Linked DNA regions of Mus musculus: regions 1, 2, 3 and 5 are each linked to region 4. Evidence: chromatin contacts called from public HiChIP or PLAC-seq and promoter capture Hi-C data. All regions are on one chromosome and are shown on one strand. Each heading gives the region's core, a stretch centred on a gene start, on an enhancer-like site or on the middle of the called end of the contact. The rest is flanking DNA. Distances are from core to core; before and after follow the strand shown. Region 1 overlaps Wwp2 (WW domain containing E3 ubiquitin protein ligase 2). Region 2 holds the start of Terf2 (telomeric repeat binding factor 2). Region 3 holds the start of Nqo1 (NAD(P)H dehydrogenase, quinone 1). Region 4 holds the start of Txnl4b (thioredoxin-like 4B). Region 5 has its middle 10 kb from the start of Mir140.

Region 1 (2,700 bases), core at 141-2,640, 2.1 Mb before region 4:
CCACTGAGCCATCTCCCAAACACGAACTTTTTCCCTTTTCTTCCTCTCTCTCTCTTCCTTTCTTATTAAAAAAAAAAAAAGAAAAAACAAAAAACATTTATTTAATTCTCTGTCTATTTCCTCTGTGTGGATGTTCATGTGGACTTGTGTGGAAGTTAGAGGGCATCTTTCAGGATTGTGCTCTCTCCTCTCACCGTGTGTGGCTGAGGGACCAAGGTCACTCACATCCTCAGGAGTGGCAGTGTCTCTATCTGCTGAGCCATCATCCTGCCAGGGCTCTCTTCCCCTTCTTCCCAGGAACAGGATTAATTCTCGGGCCTCACATTGACAAGGGTAGCATCTGCAGGATTTACCTCTGTGCTACAGCCCAGCCCCTTCTTATGTTTCCATCTGGAAACAAGGTCTGAGTTTAAGTTGCCCAGGTTGGCCTTGGATTTGCATCATAACCCAGGCAGGGCTTGAACTTAGTGACCTTCCTCAGTCTCCCAAGTAGCTAAGCTGAAAGCCTGTTATGCTTCATGCCATCATGCCTGGTTCTGACAGGCTTCTTTTGTTCCTTAAGTAATAAATAGTCTTTTTTTTTTTTTTTCCTGAGACAGGGTTTCTCTGTGTAGCCCTGGCTGTCTTGGAACTCACGCTGTAGACCAGGCTGGCCTCGAACTCAGAAATCTGCCTGTCTCTGCCTCCCGAGTGCTGGGATTAAAGGCGTGTGCCACCACACCTGGCGTAATAAATAGTCTTAAAAAATTAGCTAGTATAGTGGTACACACCTTTACACAGAATTTAGGAGGCTGAGACTGTTGGATCTCTGTGAGTTTGAGGTCAGCCTGGTCTACATAGTGAAACTGTCTCAAACAGAAACCAAAAAATATCCCTTTGTGTGTGCATAGAATGCAAGCATGCCAGTGTGTACACAAGGTCAGATGACAACCTTAGGTGTCTGTCCTTACCTTCCACCTTGTTTGAAGCAGGGGCTCTGTTATTTTGCTGCATATCCCAGGTTAGCAGGCCCATGAGTTTCTGGGATCCTCCCATCTCTCCATAGGCGCGCAGAGAGTACAGATGCTTGTGTACACGTCTGGCTTTTATGTGGGTTCTCGGTATTTGAACTTAGGGTTATACCTTGAGTGGCAAGCACTTTTATCCAGTGAGCTATCTCCCCAGCTCTCTGATGGGGTTCTATACGTGATGCGCACCATCTCCGTGCTTCTATTACTAAGCACCATGAATTCGCACTGAATGGGCCCTCTAATTCCAGTTGGGGCTGTCAGGCTTCTTTGTAACATTCCTCCTCTCCAGAGGAGAAGGCTGGCTCTCAGCATCCTCTGTGCGGCTTGTTCATTCCCTTGGATCTATAATGCGAAGGACAGCTTGAGATTTGCCACACTCATTCTGCAGCGCGTGCTGAAGTGAGCTTTGTTTGTAAAGCTCCTTGCTCTTGCCCACTTATGTGTAGCTCTTTTCTTTCCCCCATGTGTGTTTCTCAGATCAGAAAAAGAAAAAAAAGAAAGAAAGAAAGCAAACAGCTCCCTGTTTATTTAAACATCATATAAGCAGAAGTTTGTCACCAGGCTTTACCTCCAGAGAACAGACTAGCCACTCAGAAGTTAGCCTCCTCCCAGGCTTCCGAGCATGGAGGCTTCTAGTGGGTGGGCTGTGGTGCCCAGCAGACAGTGCGTGCATTTATTGTAAAGTAAACAGACTGCTGTTTTCCCCCACTTCCAACTTAAAGGTAAATCAAACTCCTGAACCTTGCAGGCTGACTGGGATGAGGAGAAGGAGCAATGTGAAAGGTTGCCATTCAGTTCCACAGTTTTAAATGTAACGTTGTAAAACCCTTCAGTTCTTTTATCTGACAAGGAGGGGGGGTGAAAGGGACTGTGGGGTGTGTTGAGCTGGGAGAGGCAGTGCCCAGGACACTAAGAGCTGTGAGCTGCTGTGCTTTGAGCAGGCCTCATGGTAGAGACAGATAAACCAGTCCTGCACAACCAGTTAGTTATAGTTGTGAACCTGGTAAGCCACTGAGACCAAGTGTTTCTAACTCATGGAAAGTTCATGGTAAAACTAGATCCAGAGACTTTTTCTCCTGCTCCTGGGATTAGGTGTCACCAACAGTCCTCCAGTTCACAAAAGCAGCATAAATGTGTGATGTATGTGGGTCTTTCCAAGATTAAAAATGAAAAGCATGGCCTAGTGTGATGGGTAGTTATAGTACTGCTCTTCCAGAGGACCCAAGTTTTGTTCTCAGCACCCACATGGCAGCTTACAACCATCTGCAGTTCCAGTTGTAGGGGATCTAACACCCTTTTTCATCCTCTGCAGACACCGGGTATGTGTGCAGTATACGCATAGCCATGGAAGCAAAACATTCAAACACATAAAATGAAAAAAAAAATAGCAAGAGGAAAAAAATTGAAAGAAAGCAATATAGGCTTCAAAGTTAAAAGTATTCATTTATCTTCTCATTATGTTGTAATCATGAAAGCTTAATTCAATGTGTTTTGAATTCTGTTTATATTATTTAGAAATTGTAGCTATAAGTGGATCCATATGTAGTTACTCTTCAACTTAAGAGATAATGCCAGGGTAAACCTTTCTCAGGCTAAGAATTTTTTAAGCTGAACTTGAATTTAATGCCCCAAACCCATTGAGCATCCTAGCACATAAGCACAGCCCACAGCCTGCTGCTTGGCAGCTGTG
Region 2 (2,700 bases), core at 156-2,655, 2.5 Mb before region 4:
GAGTTCAACAGCTATGGCTATGTAGACTCTTTTAAGACTCTGTCATTAAAAAAAAAAAAAACTAATAATATAAAAGGGCCATACAGACCCAGTAAAGTTTGCATTTATTTGTTTATGTCCTTGATATATGGTTCAAATTCCAATCAACATATTTCTTTTTTGTTTTTCAAGACAGGGTTTCTCTGTGTAGCCTTGGCTGTCCTGAAACTGGATCTGTAGCCCAGGCTGGCCTCGAACTCAGAAATCCACCTGCCTCTGCCTCCCAAATGCTGGGATTAAAGGTGTGCACTACCACTGCCCGGCTGGCTTCAACGTATTTTAAGTGACTATCTTTCAATACTTTTTAATACAGCTCAATTATAACATATATGTTTGCCTCCAAAATCCAGAATAACACAACTTCCTCAGATACAAGGGGCCAACAATGAAGAGAGTTTGTTAAGTAGCTGCCAAGTTCAACTTGTGTGTGGATGGGAGAGTGTTCCCACTTTACTATTTGGAGGAAGAGGGAGAAAGATGTGTCCTTATTGACGTAACTTACTTGTAGCAATAAAAATGGGTGTGCAATTAACAGGTGGGAGAAAACAAAACAAAAGACAGCCAAGAAACTTTAACTGGAGAAAACCGGAATTAGAGAATTCAACCACTGTTGAATGAAAAAGCCCTCCGCGGTGGAACCAGTAGTGCACTTTAACCCGGAATCTTTCAGTTCCGGATGTTAAGTTTGAAAATAACAAAACCCTACGTAAGTAAGCCCAGAAAAGAACACACAAAAAATAGCCGTACCTAAATTTTCTCCTTCTTCAATGCGCGACAGACACTGCATAACCCGCAGCAACCGGGACACCGTATGCTCCTTCCCCAAGGGCCTGACAAGCAACGCTGGGAAAGAAGACATGGTTGGCTCCGCGAGCCCCGGACCCCAAGTCATGCCCCCCAAAACCATGTCCTCCTCCCCGCGGCCCGAGCCGGCTCTCACCCTGCATGATGTCCCGGATCTGCCTGAAGTCCCGGTACCGGCTACTCCGAAAGGCCCGCAGCGCCTCGTGGAAATAGAACTTGAGCACCCAGCGGTTGACCGCCTCCTCCAGGCGAGCTTCCCCCGCGCCCCGCTCGGCCGCGCCTCCCAACCCTGGCTCGTGTCGCCCCCGTCGAGCCCGCCCGCCGCTGCGCGATGCCCGTCGGCTCGCCGCCCGCCCGCTGCTATCGCTGCTCCCGCCTCCTCCCGCCATCGTGTTCGACCGCCGCTCGCCCTCCCCGCCCTCCCCGCCCTCCCGACTGGGCCGTTTCCTTGGCTGTGACGCCATCGGGTCACGCACAACGCCCGGGCCGGAAGCAGGGCCCGCTGTCCCGGCTCCCGCAGCCATGATACCGACGGGGTTCCGAGCCGCCCGCGGGCTTCTGGGAGGGAAAGGACCGAGGCGGCGGGGGGTCTACCCACCTCCTCGGCATCCGTAGTTCCTCTTGTGTCTGCTGCAATGCTTGCTGGGGATTGGAGTCCACACAGCCCAGCCAGGCGCGCTATTTTGAAGACTACGCTGCAGACTTGGGACAGTGTAAAGAATATGAAAAATAAGCGCGTGCATAATGTTAGACATTTCGCAAATTGTGAAAAGCAGTACAGTAGAAAGAAATTACTTTGTTTTGTTTTGACACAGAGTCTCACTGTGTATCCCTGGTTGGCTTGGAACTCAAGACATAGAACTCTGCCTCTGTGTTGCAGTGCTGAGATAGTGCCAACATGGCCAGCCTTTTTTTTTTTTTTTTTTTTTTTTACTTTTTTTCTTTTTAAAACATAGGTTTGTTCTGGGAATCAACGGAGGTCCTCGCCATTCTAGAGCAAGCACTTTATCAACCGTGCACTGTCCCCAGCCACCTAGTAAAAATGTATTCTAAGACAGGCCCTGCAAAGTTACCCAGGCTAGTTTTGAACTCATGTCAGAGCCCATCCACAACATGGCTTTGGAGCCACTCTCTAAAGCAATCCTAGCTATGGTAATCCAAGCTGCTTGGTGATTCCAGCCTGTTTGCCTTACTTAACAGGAGCTAAACTATCTGCCTTGATATCCTGACAGGTCTGCTTCTTATTGTGTAAACCTTGAACAAGTTACTTCTCCGTTTGTGTACCTGTGCCCCTTTCTGTCAAGTGGACATCGTGAGGATTGTATTAAAATGAACTGAGTTACTATTTCTGGTTCCTGTAGCTCAGGGTTCAACAAATTGTGTGTGTGTGTGTGTGTGTGTGTGTGTGTGTGTGTGTATACACAGAGATCCAAGGATAACTTTTAGAAGTTGGTTTTTGCCTTTCATTATGTGGATCCTAGGGACTGAAATCAGGTCATCTGGCTTAGTCTCTGGCAAGCATCTTTATCCACTGAACCATCTATCTTGTTGCTCCTGGATTCCAATTGCTTTTCATGAACTCATCCAGAGCATGCTTGGACAATCTATTTTTGTTTACAAAAAAAAAAAAAAATCTGATTTTTAAGTTTGGTGCAGTGGTCCATGTCTTTACACCCAGTGTAAAAGTTATAGCTCTGAGGGGAAAGTATCTTGGCAGTCAAGAACCAAGGAATATCACAAAGTCACACTATACGACAAACCTCACACACAAGAAATTTACTGGGAAGGAAGGAAGACTCAGGCTCAGGCGAGAGGCAGCTGGATACTGAGTAGAAGGCAGGGTTTATGTGGGGTTTC
Region 3 (2,700 bases), core at 8-2,507, 2.2 Mb before region 4:
AACTCCAAAAAGTTAAGTCCCGCCCCAACAGAGGAAACACCTAAACCTAATTGCTGCCCAGAACTCAGAGCCAGGCCCTGTTGGGAAGTACTTAGCCCTGGAGGCTACTTGGCCAAGAACGCAGTAGATGCCAGTCAAACACTAGACAATAATGTGGTGGTAACTGCCAAGGACTCTCCCCTGCCTTCCCCTGGGCTGATGGCAAAGTGAGGAGACTGTCACAAAAATGGACCAATTAACAAATCGGATTTCCTGCTCCAGGGTCACAGTAGAAACTTTCCAGAGCCAGGTAGACTGGAATTAGGCTCCGATTCTGTTACACTCCTTCTCAGCTACGCTCCCTGTACCCATCTCCACATCTTCCCGTTTTGTTTCACAAAGTGGTGATACCCCTTTTAAAAATCTGCGGTTTGGTTTGTTAGTTTGTTTGAGACAGTCTCTCTTCATTATGTAGCTCTGACTGTCCCGAAACTGGATCTATAGACCAGGCTACCTTGGAACTTAAAAGAAATTTGCCTGCCTTTGCCTCCAGGGTGCCACCAAGCCCAGCAGTGGTCCCTGTAAATTGCCTGCTTGCATTTCTAAATGTTAGCAACGTATTTCCAAATGGTTAAATACTATCTGGCCTAGGTTGGGGATGTGCACAGAGCTCAGGTGGTAGAGAGTTTGTCTAGTATGCAGGAAGTCCTGGTTTCAATTCAATTCCCAGAGCCGTAGAAATCAGGCGTGGTGATATGCACTTAGAATCCTGGCACTTAGGCAGTGGAGGCAATAAGACCCCAAGTTCAAGGCTATCCTTCACTATACAGCAGCTTTAAGGCCAACCTAGGACACATGTTACCCTTTTTCTAAATAGTCCAAACGCGGTACAGGGAGTGGCAGCTCTGTTAAGGAACGGTGTAGAAGGGGCAATGCTAGAGTTGCCCACGGGTGAACTTGGGCTGCAGAATAATCTGCATCGCTGGTTCTGAGAAGAAGTTCTCCTTCCAGAGACTAACCGAGGCTCATCCAGGTTCCTAACCACCTCACTTTTCCTCTTTGAGGCAAGGAACAAAACTCACAGCCAGCCCCTACATCCTCCTCAGAGTAAATCAGACTGGAGTTGGCGCCACACTCACCCGCCATGGCTCCAGATGTTGAGGGAGGATCGTAATACCGAACGCTGATTGGCTGAGCAGCTGGTTGCCAAGACGACCCTAAAGCTCTTCGGAGAGATCCTTAGGGCTGGCTACAGGCTAGGCTAGTAAGAGCTGAGCCTTGGGGTATGGGCTGAGCGAAGGCTTTATATCCTGCTTATGCCCGCCCAGCCCACTGTGCAGAGCAGCCAGCGAGGGCGGGGCTGGACTCCAGAACCCAGAGGCATCTTGGGAAGATACCAAGTTTTTGGCAGGGAGAAGCAGTTTGGGGCTGGACTAGGACTCCTGTATATGGAAGTCAAAAGGGTTCCCCGGGAGCAAGGGAGTGAGAGAGAATTTGAGGATATGGGGACATATTGAATAAATTCATCTGCTCCCTGTCCCAAGACCTCCTGGGTACAAAATGGAAATTTCCAACAGAATTTTTCGAGCTTCGTGGGACCTGCCTACATAATCAGCCTGTGTAGATTAGTCCTCACTCAGCCGTGGGAAGTCACCTTTGCACGCTAGGGGAAGGGTGGGGCAGCAAAACGGATGGGCTCAAATTTTGCCGACTCACTGTGACTCTAGACTGAAAGTTCAGAGAGACTTGTCCTCGTGTGAAATGAATTCGTGCTGCGTTCTGCTCTTAGAAACTGCAAAAACTGCTCCCTGGGTATACACACTTGGGTCTCCTCAACTTTGCCCCCGGTGACCAGGTAACGGGGAACTCATCTGTGCGACTCTCTAGGAAGCCAGAGCAAAGCTGGCAGGAGACAGCAGCCACAGGGAAGTGTTTCTCTGTGTAGCCCTGGCTGTCCTGGAACTCACTCTGTAGACCAGGCTGGCCTCGAACTCAGAAATCCACCTGCCTCTGCCTCCCAAGTGCTGGGATTAAAGGAGTGCGCCACCACGACTAGTACATGCTTTTAATCCCATCACTTGGGTGCCAGAAGCAGGCAGATCTCTGAGTTTAAGGCCAGACTGGTCCACATAGCTAGTGCTAGAACAACAGCCAGGGCTACATAGGTGAGACCCTGTCTCAAAAACAGAGAAAGAAAGAAAAAGGGTTGGAATAAAGACCCTACATGTATGTGTGTGCCTTGGTCAAGCTCCCAAAGTAGGGTAGACATTATAACAGATTGCCATCATTAAAAGAGCTCAACTTTCCTGTTATCTGATAAATTCTGACAGTGAGGGAAAGACACACGTGCAGTCTCCTGTGGTGACAGGCTAGTGACAGCCCTTGTGATGGATCTCAGTGGAGTCTCATTCCGGTTAGGGCAAAGCCGAAGTAACACAATGGGCTATAAGAGGGAAGAAAGAAATATCAGCTGCAGCAGGCAAAGAGACCAAGGACAATTTTTAAAGCAACGCACTTCCCAAACAAAGAAAAGGTGAGAACTTATTAGGGAGGCAGATTCTTGTTCCTATGGGGGAGGTACTTTGGGGAGGGTACATTCCTGCACATGCCCAGTTTGCACCACAAAGCTTTATCTGGAAATAAAAGGATACCCTGAAGGTTTCTTAACACAGGGACCCTTGACCCTTGAAGGCTTGGCCTTGCTTAACTACTACAGTTGAA
Region 4 (2,700 bases), core at 156-2,655:
TCAAATTCATCTTTATCTAACACCACCCGATTATAAGCTTGGACCTATGTTGGACATGTAGTTAATTATTCTCATTCCGATTAAGTTTATAAAGCATGAGAACTGTGACTTTTGAATCTAGACTTCTTTTGCTGTGTTCTAATTAACATGCACAGCTCTCCCAAGGGGCGCTGCAACACAATGTGGATGAAGAAGCAAAAGTTTCCCGAGGTAGAAGAGAGAAACAAAGTCGCATCTTATATGCATATTAAGAAATCTTGACAGGAAGGCTGAGATACAACGACTTACATCCTAAAGTGTCATTTGCATGCAAGCAGAGACTACTGTCTGTCTTGTTAACAAATGGCAAAGTAAAAACCTGATTAGATATCATTTATTGAAAGCGAACAGGAAGTCAGACATTTCTCTGGACAGGAAATTATTCACAACACAGGACAAGGAAGGACTTAATTAGCGGCTCAAAATAGCAAATAAAGCGGTCCACGGCCAGACTATGGAGAAACATCGGTGACAAAGAAGCCACAATGGACTTCTCAGGTTAGCAACTGCTTACTGCATGCGTCGTTAATCCACTTGCTATTCTCAACAATACCGATAAAGGAAAAACAAGAGCCCTTTCCTCTTAGGGTTAATACTCTACTTATAGATTATCCGCCAGATCTAGTGGAGACTCTTCAGTGAGACAGGAGGAAGGCACCAGAAGCCCTACCCAGGCTCTCCAACTATCGGGTACCAGGTTCGCGTACTGCCCTAAACGAGGGCACAGGGAGGACCCCTGAATCTCCGTGGGGCCGTTCCCAAACACCGGGATGAGACCAGAACATGGACAAAGTCCGGAGAAGGCTGAATGAACTTCTCCGCTCAAGCAAATAGAGAAACTTGGGTAACAAGGACTAGAGGAACTCTGAAATCAGGGCCCAAACAGAAGCCGCGAGCCGACACCGGCCGCCTGGAGCCGCCATGGCTGCCGAAGGACAGATCTGGAAAGAGAAAGAGACGCTCACCTCACCAAGCACGACTCTCGAGGCCTTCGGTTCCTGATCTGGAGACGCCAGCGCGGCCACCGCTCGATCCGAGGGTCTCAAAGAGGCAAATTCCGCTGTTTGAAAGCGGCCATCATCGTCCCATAATGCCCTGCGCGGAGCCTTCTATCCGTCCAAAAAGACCATCGAGAGCAGCCCACAAATCCAGGGTTCCGGGACGCCAGAGTGCAACCCCGCGAACAGGCCTTCCGAGCCTCAGTCTCTTCCTCTGGGTTCAGAGTCTCCTTGCGACCAATCGCGCTTGGCGTAAGAGTCAACACCCCGCCTCTGGCTCGGGGGTGTGCAAGGGAGGACAACACGAGACCGGCCATGTTTACTAAGGGCGGAAATGACGTCACTTCCTGTCGCTGGCGGCCAGTGCAAAGTGGAAAGGAACTAAAATAATCTTGTCGGATTACCGGACTATTGACTGGGGCGCGCGGTGGCACGTTCGTTTTCTGCGTCCGTGTTTCTCACTTCCGTTTGGGAGGATTTTTTTTTTTTTTTTTTTTTTTTTTTCCTGTCGGAGGAAGCGTTTCTAAGGATACAGCCCAGGTTAGTTGGGGTCTTTCCCAGGATGGCAGTGAGGAAAGAGGCAGTTGTGCCCTAGCTAACCGGTGGAGGAGCCCGGGTTGCTGACATGTAGACCGAAGTGTCCTCCATGGCACCTGTGAACCAGGGGGAACCCAACCACCAGGTTCTTATCAAAAACATGCGTTGGGTGTTTTGTAGACGTCAGCCCTGACGTAGATTAAAGTGACATACCGCTGTAATCCCAGCAGTTGTGAGGTTTAGGCATAAAGATTGCCACAAGTTTGAGGCCACTCTGGGGTACTAAGCGAGATCCTTGGAAAATAAGTTCATGTTCAGATATGTCCTTTGGTTATATCTTAGGATGCTTATTTCCATTATCCTATGAAAGCATTACACGTTAAGTTTCTACAAAAAAGAAGAATCAGACTTTACATACTGCTTCCGAATCTTTTCTTAGTAGCTGTATAAGATAGTTCGCAAGACTACTACTATCAGTGCCCTGTTGACAGACATGAACATAGGTCTTTGTGTCTATGTTCATATTCTCAAAAGTAGAGCTGTTGTGTAAAGAGGAGGCCAGTTTTCTTTCCAAAGAGCTTTTGCATCCAAATTCCAACGAAGTAGGCATGCCTCCGCTCTCTCTCCATTCTGAGTGTTACCGTCTCACTTGGTGTTTGTAGACTCAATGCATTTCTTAAATCTGCCTTTTAACTTGCTATCCTTTGTCTACGTGCAAAACTTGGCTTTCCAAATGTGTTTAGTGTTCATAATTTTTATGATTCTCCATTTGCATCCCTCATGCGAACACTGTCTTGGATGTGGTGTCGCTTTCCCCCTCCTTCCAACATCTGGCCTGTAGCACACCGACCCTCTCTGGTGACACGCCACACTCCCCCTTCCTCTTTTTATTACTAGTACGGGATTTGCTTACGTGAATTCTAACGGCGAGACGGGTCCAAATTCTCTTTGTGTTTCTCTTTCATCAGTAATTTGTTCTACACTCACAGTTGATGAAACCCCTCCTGGAAGTCAGCTTCCCTATTTAAAGGGTGACCTACAGGCTGGAGAGATGGCTCAGAGGTTGAGACCACTGACTGCTCTTCCACATGACCAGGGATTCAGCTCCCAGCACCCACGTGGCACC
Region 5 (2,700 bases), core at 180-2,679, 2.0 Mb before region 4:
CACACACACACACGATGCACATACATACATGCAGACAAAACATACTTGTATCAAAAGAGTTTTTTAAAGCCAAACATGCATGAGCTAGACCACCATCGGATGCCTAGATATCAAATGACTCCCACGTTCTGTGTTGATTCCAGGAGACAGAGACTGGCTGCCTTGCAGTTTTACTGACCAGTTCACCTCTGTCAGTTCCAAAGCCTTCTCCCTTTCTCATTCCCCCACCCCCGTCTTATTTTGGGGCGTGAGGACTTAAAAACAGGTCTGTGTTCTAGCTAAGTACACAAAACCTAGCTCTTTGCCCTTCCAAAGGGTTCTTTTCCCACTTGCTGAGGAAACATTATATTTTGATAAAATTATGAGGAACTTTCACCTGATACACAAAAGTTTCATAGTAAAGTTTTTGTTGTTTTGTTTTCTTGAGATAGGATCACACTATATAGCCTGGCTGTCTGGGAACTCACTATGTAGACCAGGGTAGTGCCAAACTCCACAGCATTCTGCCTCTATGGTGCCAAGCTGTTGAGTGACTTCTTTCATTAATGAGATGTGGGTGGCACTTCTCATGTTGGTCACCATGGGTTTCATTCCTTCACTGTCACGTGTCATTCATACCGTGAATGTTCTGTAGCAGACCCATTGCATTCCTGAGGTGAGCTGCGCGCTGATGGTCCAGCCGCTTGCCAGTGTCTGCGTAGCTTTGTCCTATGACCTCAGGCGGGCCCCTAGGAGACACTCCTGGAAGCTAGATTGGTGTGCACAGGAGGGTTTCTTAGGTTTTGAGACAGTTCTTGCCGTGAGGCACAGCTTGGGGCTTGATCCTCTTGCTCTGTCCCAACCACTGGGATAGCAGACACACAAACACACACATACACCCATACCCAAGCACACTTTTGTTTTAAAAATGTAAAATGTTCAAATTCAGACACACAAATGGTCTGTGCCCAAAGGTCCCCAACACTCTTTGGTCCCTCAGCCATTTTGGTCCCAGTCAGTTGCTTTCAGTACTGGAGCTATTCAGACCTGTCACCACACCAGCAACTCCCCATTGTTAGGTCTCAGGCCCTCCAGATGACTTCTGGTGGAGAAATGAAAACCTCTGGGACTTGTGAAATGAGTGTTCCACCCTCAAAGGTTGTCCCTCGCCACAGCTACTCTTCGTACTTAGAACCCTCCCGACGTGTGCTCTCAGTATTTTCTAGTCTCTGCTCTCTGGTGTGCACTCTCTCTCCCTTCCCCTCTCCTCTCCACCTTCCCCACCACCCCACTACCACCACCCCCACCCCACCCCCGTGCCTTCTCTCCTGCTTCCTAACTCTGGCCATGTCCCATCTGCTTTCATTTCTTCCCAGATGCTTTCTAATCGTCTTTAATGGAGAGGTCACGTCAGCAGTTTCTTTACTGTGCCCCACACACACTCGTGACCTCGTCAGGCATGGGCTACAGTGTCTGGTTTCCCTTTCCTGTCTTCCGATTACCCTTACTTACGCTGTGTAGCAGCACGTTATAAATGCTTCCCGTTTCCCCAGTTTGAGCCTTGCTTAGTGCTTTGCACAGTCAGCCTCTGACCGAAAGCATCGAGATCTAGGCTTTAAACTGGGCTTCTATTTTGTGCGGCTTTATTGTTATTTACATCAGAAAAGTGAAGCAAGAATTTGCTGTGCCATTTTGGAAGCCTCGGTTTGATTTCTTTCGGCTTTGTTGTAACTCTCTGTGCATGGGGGTGGGGGGTACATGTGAGTACTAGGCTGCAAGCCCCTGTATGTGCACATGCTGTGGACAGAGCAAGTGTCTCCCGCTGCAGCTCCGCACAGTTGCTGGTTTGAGATGGGCTGTCATGGAGCCAGAAGCTGTTTTAGCAAAGCAGGTTGGCCAGCCGGCCAGCTCCCACATCTGCCTGTCTCTGCCTCTCAATGCTGGGGCGGCAAGTTCTGAGCAGCCATTCAAGCTTTTTGCATGGGTGCTGGACATTCAGGCTCAGGTCCTCAAGCATTCTGACCCACTGAGACACCTCCCCAGCCCTGTTCATTTTTGAGACAAGCGCTCATTCAGGTTAACCCAGGTTAACCCCAAACTTGTTCCGTAGCTGAGGCTGGCTTTGAACAGCTGCTTCTCCTGCCTTCACCTCAAGAGTGATGACGTCAGGAGCACATGCCTTGGCAGGTGTAACAGATTTATAAGATTTTTGTTACATTTTAAACTAATTTATGGGGGGAGGGGGCACCCATGCCCTTGCATAAGTGTGGAGGTCAGAGGACAACTTGCAGGTGGGTTCAGAGAATCAATCAAATCAAAATCAGCCTTGGTGGCAAGCGCCTTTACCTCCTAAGCTGTTTCCCCTGCTCCACTCGCCCTCTTCCGTGCAGGGTCTCAGGGATCCCAGGCTGGCCTTGAACTTGCTAGCGAGCCGAGAATGACCTTGACCTTTGTTTTTCCCTCCCTCGGCTTCCAAGTGCTGGGCTTGCACAACAGAGGCTGGGGGCTGAGCTCTGGGCTTTGTGAATAATAGGCAAGCACACGCAATATCAACGGAGCTACATCCTCAGCTCCCATTCCAATGTCTTCATTGTAGCAACCAAGTGACACAAGCAAACCACAAAAAGAAAAACACGAAGGTTCCATTTATATGAAGTGGCCAGAACTGCAGATAAAAAGTAAATAGTAATTGCCAAGAGTGGGGGAAGGGGGTTGCTGTCT

What was found. Promoter capture Hi-C pulls out the DNA fragments that hold promoters and counts their contacts. HiChIP or PLAC-seq counts read pairs in DNA pulled down with a chosen protein or histone mark.
Region 1: a contact with region 4 is called in an H3K4me3 HiChIP or PLAC-seq map of embryonic limb bud, with 6 times the contacts expected there. The contact joins the enhancer-like site here to the promoter of Txnl4b in region 4. A contact is called at or near these places in 8 of 39 promoter capture datasets (the 3T3-L1 cell line, cranial neural crest, frontonasal cranial neural crest and 5 more), 5 of 115 datasets of contacts at active chromatin or transcription factors (astrocytes, embryonic forebrain, embryonic limb bud and 2 more) and 1 of 9 other capture datasets (liver).
Region 2: an H3K4me3 HiChIP or PLAC-seq map of pro-B cells shows a contact between it and region 4, with 9 times the contacts expected there. The contact joins the promoter of Terf2 here to the promoter of Txnl4b in region 4. A contact is called at or near these places in 4 of 39 promoter capture datasets (hippocampal neurons, maxillary cranial neural crest, pre-B cells and 1 more) and 2 of 115 datasets of contacts at active chromatin or transcription factors (embryonic forebrain and pro-B cells).
Region 3: a contact with region 4 is called in a promoter capture Hi-C map of stem cell-derived epiblast-like cells, with 3 times the contacts expected there. The contact joins the promoter of Nqo1 here to the promoter of Txnl4b in region 4. A contact is called at or near these places in 8 of 39 promoter capture datasets (the 3T3-L1 cell line, cranial neural crest, frontonasal cranial neural crest and 5 more), 3 of 115 datasets of contacts at active chromatin or transcription factors (embryonic limb bud, embryonic midbrain and stem cell-derived neural progenitor cells) and 1 of 9 other capture datasets (embryonic stem cells).
Region 5: an H3K27ac HiChIP or PLAC-seq map of microglia shows a contact between it and region 4, with 5 times the contacts expected there. The contact joins the enhancer-like site here to the promoter of Txnl4b in region 4. A contact is called at or near these places in 8 of 39 promoter capture datasets (the C10 cell line, cranial neural crest, frontonasal cranial neural crest and 5 more), 1 of 15 datasets of contacts at CTCF or cohesin (large pre-B cells), 1 of 484 Hi-C or Micro-C datasets (B cells), 5 of 115 datasets of contacts at active chromatin or transcription factors (acute myeloid leukemia, differentiating embryonic stem cells, extraembryonic endoderm stem cells and 2 more) and 2 of 9 other capture datasets (embryonic stem cells and liver).

What each region holds. Positions count from the first base shown.
Region 1 is chr8:107,463,876-107,466,575 of GRCm38.p6, forward strand. The region is part of intron 4 of Wwp2 (WW domain containing E3 ubiquitin protein ligase 2); the gene reads left to right. Among named protein-coding and RNA genes, the nearest start is that of Gm39241, 16 kb to the left of the region's middle. Within about 2 kb of position 1,391, at least 15 of the 459 cell types and tissues checked have an H3K27ac peak or open chromatin away from gene starts, as enhancers often do. A contact at or near this core is called in embryonic limb bud, where this site is marked.
Region 2 is chr8:107,095,143-107,097,842 of GRCm38.p6, forward strand. It overlaps Terf2 (telomeric repeat binding factor 2), which reads right to left and starts at 1,406. Exons shown (of 10, transcript NM_001371065.1): 1 at 980-1,406; 2 at 787-882. The coding sequence starts at 1,367. It overlaps Mir7075 (microRNA 7075), which reads right to left and starts at 964; the gene lies at 883-964.
Region 3 is chr8:107,401,948-107,404,647 of GRCm38.p6, forward strand. It overlaps Nqo1 (NAD(P)H dehydrogenase, quinone 1), which reads right to left and starts at 1,258. Exons shown (of 6, transcript NM_008706.5): 1 at 1,119-1,258. The coding sequence starts at 1,125.
Region 4 is chr8:109,564,487-109,567,186 of GRCm38.p6, forward strand. Txnl4b (thioredoxin-like 4B) reads left to right here and starts at 1,406. Exons shown (of 4, transcript NM_175646.4): 1 at 1,406-1,577. Dhx38 (DEAH (Asp-Glu-Ala-His) box polypeptide 38) reads right to left here and starts at 1,375. Exons shown (of 27, transcript NM_178380.2): 1 at 1,005-1,375.
Region 5 is chr8:107,559,907-107,562,606 of GRCm38.p6, forward strand. No RefSeq gene overlaps it. Among named protein-coding and RNA genes, the nearest start is that of Mir140, 10 kb to the left of the region's middle. Within about 2 kb of position 1,430, at least 126 of the 459 cell types and tissues checked have an H3K27ac peak or open chromatin away from gene starts, as enhancers often do. A contact at or near this core is called in acute myeloid leukemia, hematopoietic stem and progenitor cells, microglia and 1 more, where this site is marked.